Linked DNA regions of Sus scrofa: region 1 is linked to region 2. A link is a contact called in public HiChIP or PLAC-seq data. All regions are on one chromosome and are shown on one strand. Each heading gives the region's core, a stretch centred on a gene start, on an enhancer-like site or on the middle of the called end of the contact. The rest is flanking DNA. Distances are from core to core; before and after follow the strand shown. Region 1 overlaps HOMER1 (homer scaffolding protein 1). Region 2 overlaps BHMT (betaine--homocysteine S-methyltransferase).

Region 1 (7,020 bases), core at 2,038-4,537, 220 kb after region 2:
AACAGTAACTTTTAATTGTTTAAAAAAATATAATATACTAGAATACATTGTATACAGCATAATATAAAAAGATTTCTCTACTAGATAGAGCATTTTACAGTATACAAAAGGATTTTTCTGCGAGATGTAGCTGAAAGCCTCAATTTGCCCAAATGCTTAATAAGGTGCCTCTCAAGGCTTATTGTAATTTTGGCACCTTCCTTACCCTTAGGTTTATCCTTGGAGCCTTCTTATCAGATGTTCCCATATTGCTCTGTTCCTTACCCTCCTTTTGGCACCTGCTTCTACAGGCTACCTCCTCTGACCCTTGCTTTAAATGTTTGCCTTGATAATCTCCCAAGTCTTACTTTCTAGCTCAGATTCCTTCTCTGCCTCACAATCCATTATCTTGGCACAGAGCCTGGTGTGTTTGGATTTACATACAATACAGAAACTGATGGCTGGTGGTAAACAGATGAAGACATGTTTGCCAATAAAGTTTTAAAGACAGCCCTGGGTGAACTAGAAATCACATAGTTTAGAAATCACAATGTTTAGAACTGAAATGGAATTTAAGTATTAAAGCTTTCAATAAACAGTGACTTGGAAGGAAATCTCAGAGAAAAGAGTTGTAGTAGTTTTTAAAGAAACACTGTATCAACAATGTTACTGATATCCCCCCAAACATCATACTGGTTGAAAAAATGGACATAAACTACAGTCAAAAAGTGAGTCAGAGCAGTTAGACTCTGAATCTGATGAAATTATAGGGACATCTTAAACTATTTATTTTACATGTATTACATATGAACAAAAGCATTACATAGATATAGTAACATCTATGTCTAAATATATCAGAAAGAGCTATTACGGTAACTGACATTTTTTCTTTGGTTATATATAAATAATAGTGTCTTATCAAAGGCATCTGAAATCAGATCAAATACAAAATTTTACCTAGTTAAAAAAAAAGTGAATTAACTCAATGTTATATATACATCAGTTATATCTCAATTAAAAAAAAAAGGTGTAGGCTCAGGAGTTTGTTTAAATGGTTCACATCATGGGTCTAGCCATTTGCTAGTTACAGGACCGTGGGCAGGTTATTTAACCTCACTGGGTCTCAGTTTCCTCATCTGTAAAATTAGGATTAATACTACCTTTCCTCACTGATTTTGAGGAATAAAGAGCCCCAATAAAAGTACCTTTGAATAAAGCACATAACAGACACTCAAATGTTAGCTAGTATCTTCCACATATGTACAAGCAATAAAGAATCCTGAGAGAATCTTCAGTGAGATACAAAGCTAAAAAGATTTAACATGGAATATTTTAAGGGAGATATGTTTAGTTAGTGATATAAATAACTTAAATAAATATAACAAGTGAAACCACATCATGATCTCTGCCGTCATCCTTAGGAACTATGGATGTATTATTTATAAGCTTAAACCTTCCGTGTAGACCTCAGAATAAATTTATCCAGTTAATGAAGGACTGAGAAAATTAGTTAAAAATTATTCTCATAAAGTGGTAAGCTTGACTTCTTATTTTGAGGGGTGAGAAGAGAAGGTGAAATCTGAATTATGCTATGTTTAACATAATGTACTTCGATGCAGAATTTTCCATTTGACTTTGAGGACACAAAAAGTCTAGCTCTACCCCCACTTTCAATCACTAAAATGGAGGGGCCCCTAACCACACTCAAAAGAAGCCCTTAGAAATCCCCTAGCTTCCATGACTGTGCTCCCAGCAGTAACAGAAGCATAGCTCTATGCCAAAGAAGCTCTCATTAGAGATGGCTCTGAACACAATATCCGCTAACATCTGCGCACTGCCTGCCTGGCACAGCGTGTTCTGTGGTTTTTGCCATGTGTCTTAAGGTAGCTGTGGCCAAGGAATGGAGATATAAGGAGAAGGGGCCAAGAAAGTCCCAATTTCATTTTCGCATTTTACTCACTATAACTCCTTACCTCTAAAACCTTTAAAGAAATTTCCTTTAAAAGTTTAAAGCAGCCTATTCTCTTTAAAGGAGGAGGTGCGGATACCAACTTCTTGCTCAAAGACAGTTATCTGTGAAAGGATCAAATTACAGGTGTTTGTTTAAAATATTTTAATCTAAATCATACTTTCTCTACCATCAGTGAATTTGGAGCACTGGGTGCTGAATATAAGAGAAGGAAGTAAAAAGATATTTAGTGGGCCTACTGCTAGTTCACAAATGAGAAAAGAATTTAGTCAAGGTGATACTGTGAATTATGCATCTACTACCTTCATGCAAATCAGCATTTGTGTTGGTTTCCCTCTTATAAAAGCTGATTAGTAACTTTAACACTTTCTTTGGAAATTTATGCACAGCATGATCCTATCAGGGAGATGTCTTCAGGGAAACAGCCTTACATACTAAGAATTATGTTTCTCTTATCTCTTATGAATATACATCTACCTTTTACAAAGAGTGAGATCAATTAATTTGAAGCCTATCCCTTTCATTTACACAGGAATAGCATTATAATCATCATACTTCAGTCAAGACAGAAATTAATATTTTTATCTGTCTATTCATAATTTCACTGAGTTTTAGAGGCTAAGATGCCTCTGTTTGCTTGCAAAGTAGGTCATTTAAGGAAACATCCAAACAATACTAAATATCATGCTGATATCTGGTATCATGATATTTAGTAGTGTTTGGGAAAAACATTATAAATAAAATAGAAATCACTCTCAGCACTGACAGAATGGAAAAGATACCATTAACAAAGATTTTGCAAAAGCTAAAATTGAGTGGAAATACATAGATAATTATACAGTAAAAATCTGTTTCCAATTTCTTGTCATTTTTTAAGAAACCAACTGTAATCAATAATTTAATTCATCATAACTTGACACAGAATTTTTTGCACTTCAGTTTAAATTTGTTTTTAAAGATAAGGATGGAGTCAAAAGACATAACTTGAAATTACTTAAAAGTTTGAGTTATAGTATGGACAGAATTTTACTTGCAACTACTACTGTCTTTTAGTTGAGGCAGATCATTGTTACTAACTTCATGTATTTAATGTATATGTGAGTTATGTAAATAATACGCAAAAGAAGGACCCTGATCAAAAGCATTTTGGAAATTAACTTTTAAAAGGAGGAGATGATGATACGTGAATATAGCTCAGAATTAATAATAGCTTAGTCCACTACTGACTCACTGGCTATTATCAAGAGAGGCTTTTTAAAAATTTTCCTTCTAAAGCCTGCCTAGTCAGCCTGGATGGAAGCCAAAGTAACTCCAAGAACCAGCTTTACTGGCCAAGCTGATGAAGACTGGCTGTACTCCAACTCCAGATTAGTTCAGCAAGAGTCACCACTTTAGCAATAGGAAGATGATACAACTAAAATCACTGTCAGCAGGATATTTGCCTTGTGTTGTTTTTCCAGGAAGGGTGACAGATTTGAACATATCCATCTCATAAACTAATTTTCCCTTGTTAGCACCTCTTTTATAATCTGTGATATTGAAAGAGTTTTTGTTTGTGTGAAGCTATTGCATACCATACCAAGATGAGTGACGTGGGCTTCATTTAAACCATGCTTAAGCAACTGAATTAACTAATGCAGACTCTTAAATCCAAATGCTATAATGCATGGGGACTTTCTGCCTTCTACGTAACAGCAACAGAGCTACAACTTGAATCAAGACTCCTGCCTTAAGGTTTTTGCAACTAAACTATAATGTCATTTTTGACGTGTGTTATTCCTCTGCTCTATTATTTACAATAGGCTATATGCAGTCATACATAAGGGTACTAACAACACCATGAAGGTAACTACTTTTCAACCAGCTTACAATGTAGATTAATAACGATCAATAATTATCAGATTATACTAATCAGAAATGAAATGAAATGTGAAAGCTAAAATCAAATCCTTGCAGAGTCTGTAAATGATGGATTAAATAGATTAAAGTTATTGTTCCAAAGGCCTTTGAATTAGAGCAAAATTTGCAAAACACATTTTGAAATGGTTATAAGTATGGATTGGCTAATAAAGCAGGATCTATATTTCTTTGTGAGGATATGAAAACAGTAGACATCTGTGTTACTAAATAACTCAAAAATCAAGTCTTTATATTATGGTGATGGTCGACTCCATGTTTTACTTATATTTACATGTAAAAGTAAATAATTCTGTAAAACATATGAATGTGAGTATCTGTATAATTATTTCAAGGGCTTTCTATTACTATCTGCTCTGTTGTTTTCTATAAATAAATACAGATTCTACTAAAGCTAGGCTCTTAGCAGTAAAATATGAGGTTTACTTGGTTTATTACTTTCAGAAGATCACCACAAATTACATATCCCAAGATGCACAGGAGCTTTTATCATATATGTTGTATTTGCTTATAGCAGTAAACTCCTTGTACAAATATTTTATTTTATAAGCTTGATTAATGACTTTTTTTTGTCTTTCAACTAGTTAAGTTATATCTCTATGACTGTTACTCATTTAGAAAAAAAAATTAAAGACCTACGATCCCATGTTCACTGCATTATTCATTAATAGCCAAGCTATGGAAACAACCTAAGTGTCCACCAATGGATGACCAGATAAAGATGTGGTACATACACACAACATATTATTCAGGCATGAGAAAGGATATCCCGCCATTTGCAACAACATGAATGGATCTTGAGGGCATTATGCTGAGTGAAATAAGTCAGAAAGAGTAAGACAAATACTGTATGCTATCACTGATATGTAGACTCTAAAAAAGCTGAATGCATAGAAACAGAGACTACAATGGCAGTTACCAGGGGATGGGAGAGGTGGGGGGAAAGGGATTGAGATGTTGGTCAAAGAGTACAAACTTCTAGCCATTAGATGAATAAGTTCTGGGATCTAATGTTCAGCAGGTGGTTAGAGTTAATAATACTGATTTATATATACGGAAGTTGCTAAAAGTAGATTTTAAATGTTCTCACCACAAAAAAGAAACAGTAATTTACAATAGGTGTTAGTTAACCCAATCATTTGAGTTATATAAATGTATCAAATCAATACATTATACACCTTAAACTTATTAAATGTTATATATCAATTACATCCTGGCCCAGGGGTTGAAGAGGAGCTGCAGGCCTATGTCACAGCCACAGCCAAGCCAGATGTGAACCATATCTGCGACCTAGAGAAGCTTGCCGCAACACTGAATCCTCAACCCTATGAGTGAGGCTAGGCATCGAAGCTGCATCTTCATAGATAATACGTCAGGTTCTCAACTCACTGAGCCACAATGGGAACTCCTATCAATTGTATCTTAAACCAGGAAAAAATACTTAGGAGACACTCCACATAAATATGTATCTGGAAAGCTAGCCCCCAGGCTGTTTTTTCAATTATATTAAAATGACATACCCACAAGCCTATGGACAATTAATCTTTGACAAAGGAGGCCAGAATATACAATGGAGAAAAGAGAGTCTCTCAACAAGCGGTGTTGGGAAAGCTGCATATAAATCAATGAAGTTAGAAGACACCCTCATATCATCCACAAAAACAAACTCAAAATGGCAAATATAAGAAAAAACACTATAAAACTCCTAGAAGAGAACATATGTAAAACATTCTCTGACATAAATTGTACAAATGTTTTCTTAGGTCAGTTTCCCAAAGCAATAGAAATACAAGCAAAAATAAACAAATGGGACCTAATCAAACTTATAAGCTTTTGTAAAGCATTGCAAACCATAAACAAAATGAAAAAGCAAACTATAGACTAGGAGAAAATATCTGCAAAAGATGTGACTGACGAGGGCTTAATTTCCAAAATATAACAACAGTTCTTATAATTCAATAACAACAACAACAAAACAAAAACCCAAACAAGTCAATCAAAAAATGGGCAGAAGACCTCAACAGACATTTCTCCAAAGAAGACAGACAGATGGCCAATAGGCACATGAAAAGATGTCCATCATCACTAATTGTTAGAGAAATGCAAATCAAAACTACAGTAAGGTACCATCCCACACTGGTCAGAATGGCCATCATTAAAAAGTCTACCAATAATAAATGCTAGAGACAAGTGTAGAGGAAAGGGAACGCTCCTACACTGATAGTGGGAATGTAAATGTTGCATCCACCATGGAAAACAATAGGAAGGTTCCTCAGAAAACCAAAAACACTGTTGCCACATGATCCCACTCCTGGGCATAAACCCAGACAAAACTGTAATTCAAAAAGATACATGCACTCCTCTGTTCATATCAGCACTACTTACAATAGCCAAGACATGGAAGCAACCTAAATGTCTATTGAGAGATGAATGGATAAAGAAGATGTGATACACACACACACACACACACACACACACTGAAATATTACTCAGCCATTAAAAATAATGAAATAATGCCATTTTAAGCAACATAGATAGACCTAGAGATTATTATACTAAGCAAAATTAGTCAGAAAAAGACAAATATCATATCTACAACATATATACAAAACAAAAACAGACTCACAGATACAGAGAACAGACTTGTGGTTGTCAAGCACTGGGGGAGGGAAGGACTGTGAGTTTGGGATTAGCAGAGACACATTATTATATACAGCATGGATAAACAACAAGGTCCTACTATATATCACAGGGAACTATAATATCCTATGATAAACCATAATGGAAAAGAGTATGAAAAAGAATACATATATGTATAACTGAGTCACTTTGCTATAGAGCAGAAATTAACACAACACTGTAAATCAACTATACTTCAAAAAAAATTTTAAAAAGGAGGTAAAGACCAACAACGACAACAAAATAAAATGACATGACTCGTAGCAACTAACTTCATGAACAACTTAAAATGTTAATCTTTTGAGTGTACAGTGAATACTCTTTGTTAAGATTTAGTGAGGTATAGTTGATTTACAAGGTTGTGATAATTTCTGCTATACAACAAAGCAATTCAGTCATACATACACACATATCCATTCTCTTTCAGATTATTTTCCCACACAAATTATCACAGTAGTTAAATACTCTTTCACATG
Region 2 (6,527 bases), core at 1,911-4,410:
ATATAATGACCCAGTAAAACACACATTGAAGTAAAATGTGATCCATGCAGGTATTTTCTATTTCCATTCCATTCCTATTTCACTAATAAAATTATGCTGGTAGAGGCCCTTCTAGTTGATTTTGTGACCCATTAGTGGGTTCTGACCCACAGATTGAAAAACACTGCTATGGGGACACTTCAGATATGGGGACTTTTCTATTTCTTTAAGTTTCTTCTTAGAAAATCAGTCCTATGGGATCTGATCGGTAAGCATCCAGAGCTCAGAGTCCTGCTCTCAGAGTTAAAGAGTTGTCCCCTCCCTTTCCTGACCCATCTGTACTACGAAGAAGCATTCAGACCAATGGGGAGGCCAAGAAGGGACAGTGCCTAGGTTCTCTCTGTCCTGCTCCAGGATGGATCCACCTCAATGCCTCCAATCAGTTAAGACTGGGGAGCAGTGGGCTTGCGTCACTTTGGTAGCTTTTTTAAAAAGAATAATAACGAAAAAGAGATACTCAAAAGCCCATCTGGGTTTCCAAGATCAAGAACTACATTTTAACCTGAAAGTTCAAGCCTGGGTTATGTATGACCATTAGAATAAACATGGCTACTCAGTGTACTAGGAAAGAGTTCATGTGCCTTTCCAAACATTCTTGGGTTGGTGTAGCTGTTTTGAAATTATAATTTCTTGAGCTATTAAAAAAGAGCAGTGAGACTATCTTGGTTGTTTTGGAGTCTTATTTCTGTTTTATAATTTGCTAAGGCTTGCATGCAATTCCTACACCTCAATCTGCTTTAAAAGTAAGACTACCTTCCTGCTTCACAAATCTGCTAGAGTTTTAAAGAAGAAGGCAGCAGTACTTAAAGGGATAAGAAACTTCCAGAATTTGGAGTTCCCGTCGTGGTGCAGTGGAAATGAATCTGACGAGGAGCCATGAAGTTGTGGGTTCGATCCCTGGCCTCGCTCAGTGGGTTAAGGATCTGGCGTTGCCGTGAGCTGTGGTATAGGTCACAGATGTGGCTTTGATCCTGCACTGCTGTGGCATAGGCCAGCAGCTGTAGCGCCAATTAGACCCCTAACCTGGGAACCTCCATATGCCGCGGGTGCAGCCCTAAAAAGACAAAAAAAAAAAAAATTTTAATTTTTTAAAAAGAAACTTCCACAATTTTTTTACTAAGAGAATCAAAATTCCACCTCTTTATCCTTCAGTTCACAGAAAGAGAACCAAAGCAGCACAACCTGCGGAGGCAGCATAGGGGTGAGGTGAAATAAGAAGAGTGATTGTCACTTTTATTTTTAACCAAGTTGCTATCTACCATTCCTCATCCCCAATCAGGTTCAGTATTTAATACTTTCATTTATAGGTGATAGAAACTTTACTCGATCTATTTCTCTGCTATTGTGTAGGATGCATGCCCCGTTAATATTCTTTTCAGAGCTTTTATTGCCATACAAAACACCGTAACCTCTAGTCATTCTTATACCCTTTGATTAAAAAAAAAAAAAATTTCCATTGCCAAGGGGTAGCGGGAAGGCAGTGTGACCGACTGGGAGTTTGGGGTTAACAGATGCAAACTCTTACATTTAGAATGGGAGTTCCTGTCGTGGCTCAGTGGTTAACGAATCCGACTAGGAACCATGAGGTTGCAGGTTCGATCCCTGGACTTGTTCTGTGGGTTATGGATCCAGCATTGCTGTGAGCTGTGGTATAGGTCACAGACATGGCTCAGATCCCACGCTGCTGTGGCTGTGGTGTAGACCGGTGGCTACAGCTCTGATTAGACCCCTAGCCTGGGAACTTCCATATGCCGCGGGAAGGGGCCCTAGAAAAGGCAAAAAGACAAAAAAAACAAAACAAAACAAAAGAAAAAAGAATGAATAAGCAATGAGTTCCTCCTGGACAGCACAGGGAGCTATATCGAGTCTCTTAGGATAGACCATGATGGAAGATAATATAAGATAAGGGAATTTATATATATATATAGATATATATATATATGAATGACAGGGTCACTTTGCTTTACAGCAGAAATTGGCACAACATTGTAAATCAATAATAAAAAATTTTTAAATATCTCCCTCAAAACTAAACTTAGTGGATACACTGCAATGAAATTATATGTCAACACTGCCTCCTAGTGGCATATTTCCATATTTTGCAAAAATTTTTTGAAATTCAGCCTCTCCACCAAATAAATGAATTCATTTCCAGAAATCTTGTTCACTAAAATACGAGCCTCACTCAGTACCTACATGTTTCTTTGTGTTAAGTGGACATTTCTCAATGGCAAAGGTATTTTTACAGAATGCAAGCCAGAGAGATTTTAGAGATCGAGTCCAAACTTTTTGCTTTTTAGGGCCGCGCCTGTGGCATATGGAAGGTCCCTGGCTAGGGGTCGAACTGGAGCTACAGCTGCCAGCCTACACCACAGCCACAGCAACAGCAATCCCCAACTCACTGAGCAAGGCCAGGGATCGAACCCACATCCTCATGGATACAAGTTAGATTCGTTTCCGCTGCGCCACAACGGAACTCCCTAACTCTCTTTTAAAGATGAGATTACTGGGGCAGGACACCAAGTGAAGAAGGGCTTCTTAGTCCACGGCTGCCAGCAAAGATGGCTTTAGCTTATCATTTGAAGAAGGAGAGTGGAACCAAGACAGATCATTCACAAAACCGAGTGTATCTTCCTGCCAAGTCAATGTAAACTCAAAGAATAAACTGTTTGCAATTTATGACCTTATACTTATTCACAGTGTAGTAAGGAACCTTGCCAACGCAGAGCTGTAATGGAGACAGACTGGACAGGAAGGGATCAAAAGCGTCAGTTCCCAACTTCTCCAGAAGGGGGCAGCAAGTCACCAGCTGGGAAGGCCAGAGACGCTCTATTTTGCTTTGAACTTCAGCAAGACCATCTGAACAAACTGTAACATTAAATGGCAGAAATATCTGTAGCTCTCTTTCTTTGGACCAGTTTTTCCCTAAGATACATGGATCTTTGAATCACATCCTGAACAACTCAGCCAGCAACAAAAGCCTTATCTGTCTCCAACCAGATCCTGTTTGGGGTTTTTTATTGTTTTTTGTTTTTCTTTCCCAGAGATCATTTTCCCCAGCTTTGAGCACATGGGCCAGCTGAGTGCATTTCCGGAATAGCCTCCCTGTTAGTAACATCCCCTCAGCCAGTCCGGAACCTTCCATGTGTTACTTGCCAGGCAGACAATCCTGATGCTCGCACAGTCCAGGAGGAAGGAGTCCATGTGAAGAGAGAAAAACAGAGGAGCCCAAGAAACCGTCTGATAGCGTGTTCAACTGCAGTGAGAGACACCCAGGCCCCGTGTTTCTAAACAGCTTCAGGAACAAATGCAGGGTTGGTGTTTGAACAGAAAATGACTGAAAGGCGGCCAAACACAGAGCCTTCGCACAGATGGTGACAGGAAGGGCAGGGTCATTTGGCAAAAACTGGTGGGAGTGAGGGGAAAAGAGCAGCCAGAAAACGCTTCCCGTTTTCAAGCAGCTGGAGGCATTCTGTTGGCCTTAGATGGACGACAAAAGAAGGGATGGGAGGTGAGAGAGACACATGTCAGCATCTGTGCTGCTGTGAGCTTCAGAAATCATGCCCAACCATTCGAGCACAGCCAGACACAAGAGGTTAATTTACATGCCGCCAAATTCTACACACCATCATTTTTATCTCAGGGTTTGACTGAGAGAGGTGCTCTTATGTAAATTTTTACAGGAAGTATGTTTTCCGGGGAAACATGCAGCACGCTTTTAACAGAAATTGATTTGGCCCGATGTCTCAAATATTTTTTGCATCATCCCATAGAGGCAAACTGCTAATGTACCGAGTAAAATTATTCCTATTTGTTCCTTCAAGCAGGTTCAGCGAGACCCTCTATTTGGCCCCATTTTGCGGGTTTATTTATTTATTTTTTTGTCTTTTTGCCTTTTGTAGGGCTGCTCCTGCAGCATATGGAGGTTCCCAGGCTAGGGGTCAAATTGGAGCTGTAGCTGCCGACCCACGCCAGAACCACAGCAACGCGGGACTCAAGCAGCGTCTGCGACCCACACCACAGCTCAGGGCAATGCCGGATCCTTAACCCACTGAGCAAGGCCAGGGATCTAACCCACAACCTCATGGTTCCTAGTCAGATTCGTTAACCACTGAGCCTCAACGGGAACTCCTTGAGGGTTTTTTTGTTCCAATTTACTACATGGCCTTGAAAGGAAAAGGCTGAGTGTCTTTGGAAACAGTTCAAACTTTCCCCCCAGGTCAGCCTGGCCATCATCCTGCCAATTACTTTGACTTAATGACATTTTAGTGTTCTTTGCAAAAGTTAATGCCTCAACACATGAACAGGCTTAGTGGAACGCAGCCATCGTCCCCCAAAACCCTAGTGCAACATTGTAGAAAAAGCCATGAATGAATTGAGAAAAAGCAATGAATGAATTTCGAATCAGGAATTTGGGGTGCAAAGCTTGTCCCTACCTCACTTTGCAATGTTGGATACCTCACCCCGCTTCTCTGAGCTTCGATTTGCTCATCTGGAAGATAACAAAATCTCTAAGACCTTGCTTAAAAAACTTCACAATTTTATGTGTTTCTAACTGGACGGTGCACAGGAGCATTAGCCACCTCATTGTCAACAAATATTTACCAAGTGCCACCGGTAGTATGTTTCCAGAAGACTTCATAGTTTATTCATTATTCCCCTGGCTACACTGACAGCAGACTCAAACAAATAACACTGTCCAGAGGGCAGGGAAAACGTTATTAGGCTAGACTCAGCGTGGCACTGGGAAGGGAAATTCATTCTTCCCCACAGGTACTGTATCCTAGGGAGACTTGGGCCTGTGGTTTTTCATATTATAAACTACCTCCGTTCTCAGGACTCAAGAGTTCTTTGCAGGCTTGCATAAGCATAAGCTTTGGAAGTTCTAGAATCCATCCAGTGGGTACTTCTGGTATGGAGGTCTTCGGCTCCTTAAGAAGGAGAGAACAGTCTGCTCCCTGTTATAAGGTGCTGGAGTTTGGGAGCTAGACGTCTCAGAATCTTTTCCTTCCATAACACCATCCCCGGAAGCTTGATGATGGCCAGATTTATCCCTCCAGCCTGGACCACCCCAAGAACGTGCACTTGACCTCACCCTGACCTTTCGATCCAAGCCAGTCCCTGTCGTGGATCTCAGGCAGAGTTCTCCCAATCTGGGCCTCGTCTGCCTGGGTTCTGGTCACCAGAGACCCCTTCCTTGACAGTTCCCATGTCCCTCTATAGTGGCTAGGGCTGCTCAGGGCCAGCTATGCCATCCGGGAGCAGTGCCCCCAGCCTGCACAGATCAGTATGGGACCCAGTCCTGGCTTCTTCCCTTCCGGATGTTCAGTGACCCTTCACACCTCCTTTCCATGTCCCCTACTTCCACCCCCGTCTGGCATCAACCAAGTGCCCCAAGCAGCCCTGGGACCCTTGTTGGCCTTGGTTCCAGGGGGAGCACCTGGTGACAGGAGCCTCCCACTGGCCGGTGCAGTGCTTCTGTCCTGGAATCAGGCGAGACCGGGTTGCTCAGTACGGAGCTGACTTTGTCTGATGCACGCCAGACAGAGGTCAAGTTCAGGGCTCTGGGCCACCAAAAGTCCACTGTCAACCTTTGCTTTGAGCATCCTCTGGGAGCCCACATAGGTTCTTCTCTGGAGCAGTTCTGGCCTCAGCTGCCCATAGGTCACAGCCCCAGAGGGCAACAGTGGGGCAACAGGTGATTCTTTTTTCTTTTTAGGGCCCCACCCGTAGTACATGGACATTCCCAGGCTAGGGGTCGAATTGAAGCCAGAGCTGCCAGCCTACGCCACAGCCACAGCCACATCAGCTCTGAGACGCATCTGTGACCAATGCCGCAGCTCACGGCAATACCAGATCCTTAACCCACTGAGTGAGGCCAGGGATCAAACCTGCATCCTCAGACTCTACCTTGTCAGGTTCTTAATCTGCTGAGCCACAACAGGAACTCTGCAACAGGTGACCTTCGCCCTGAGCCTCCTTCCTCAAACTTGGTGACTTCCTGACCTCTGACGGTCACCCCACCCCCTCCACAGGTTCCAACACTCAAGTCAGGCCCCCTCCAGGGGTGGCCGTGTCTTATTCTCTGAAGACTTTCCAGACATTGCTCCACCATGTCAACAGGGGATGCCTATCCTTGAACTCTGGCCTCTGCTGGATATGGCCCCATCCTGGCCTCCCAGGTTGGTATCGAGTCATGCCAGAGGGATGGATATCCCTGAGTGAATGAAACTTCTTCCAGCACTGCGTCCTGGTGATGTCAGCAAGTTCAACGCTGACATCCTATTCTAGGAAGGTGGCCTGTGGGGCACACTGACATTGTAACCTTCCCTGTGTGTAAATGTGCTGGGTGGGGCACACTGACGTTGTAACCTTCCCGACAGCAAATTTACCATCAAAGGAATGATCACTCCATGTTTCCACATAAGTAATGCACTTGAGGGAGTTCCCGTTGTGGCTCAGTGGTTAACGAATCCGACTAGGAACCA

The links. HiChIP or PLAC-seq counts read pairs in DNA pulled down with a chosen protein or histone mark.
Region 1: an H3K27ac HiChIP or PLAC-seq map of skeletal muscle shows a contact between it and region 2, with 2.5 times the contacts expected there. The contact joins two enhancer-like sites. A contact is called at or near these places in 1 of 47 Hi-C or Micro-C datasets (heart right ventricle) and 1 of 2 datasets of contacts at active chromatin or transcription factors (skeletal muscle).

What each region holds. Positions count from the first base shown.
Region 1 is chr2:88,153,089-88,160,108 of Sscrofa11.1, forward strand. All of the region lies in intron 5 of HOMER1 (homer scaffolding protein 1), which reads right to left. Among named protein-coding and RNA genes, the nearest start is that of HOMER1, 97 kb to the right of the region's middle. Within about 2 kb of position 3,288, at least 8 of the 83 cell types and tissues checked have an H3K27ac peak or open chromatin away from gene starts, as enhancers often do. A contact at or near this core is called in skeletal muscle, where this site is marked.
Region 2 is chr2:87,934,556-87,941,082 of Sscrofa11.1, forward strand. It overlaps BHMT (betaine--homocysteine S-methyltransferase), which reads left to right. Exons shown (of 8, transcript NM_001200042.1): 8 at 1-697. Among named protein-coding and RNA genes, the nearest start is that of BHMT, 27 kb to the left of the region's middle. Within about 2 kb of position 3,161, at least 30 of the 83 cell types and tissues checked have an H3K27ac peak or open chromatin away from gene starts, as enhancers often do. A contact at or near this core is called in skeletal muscle, where this site is marked.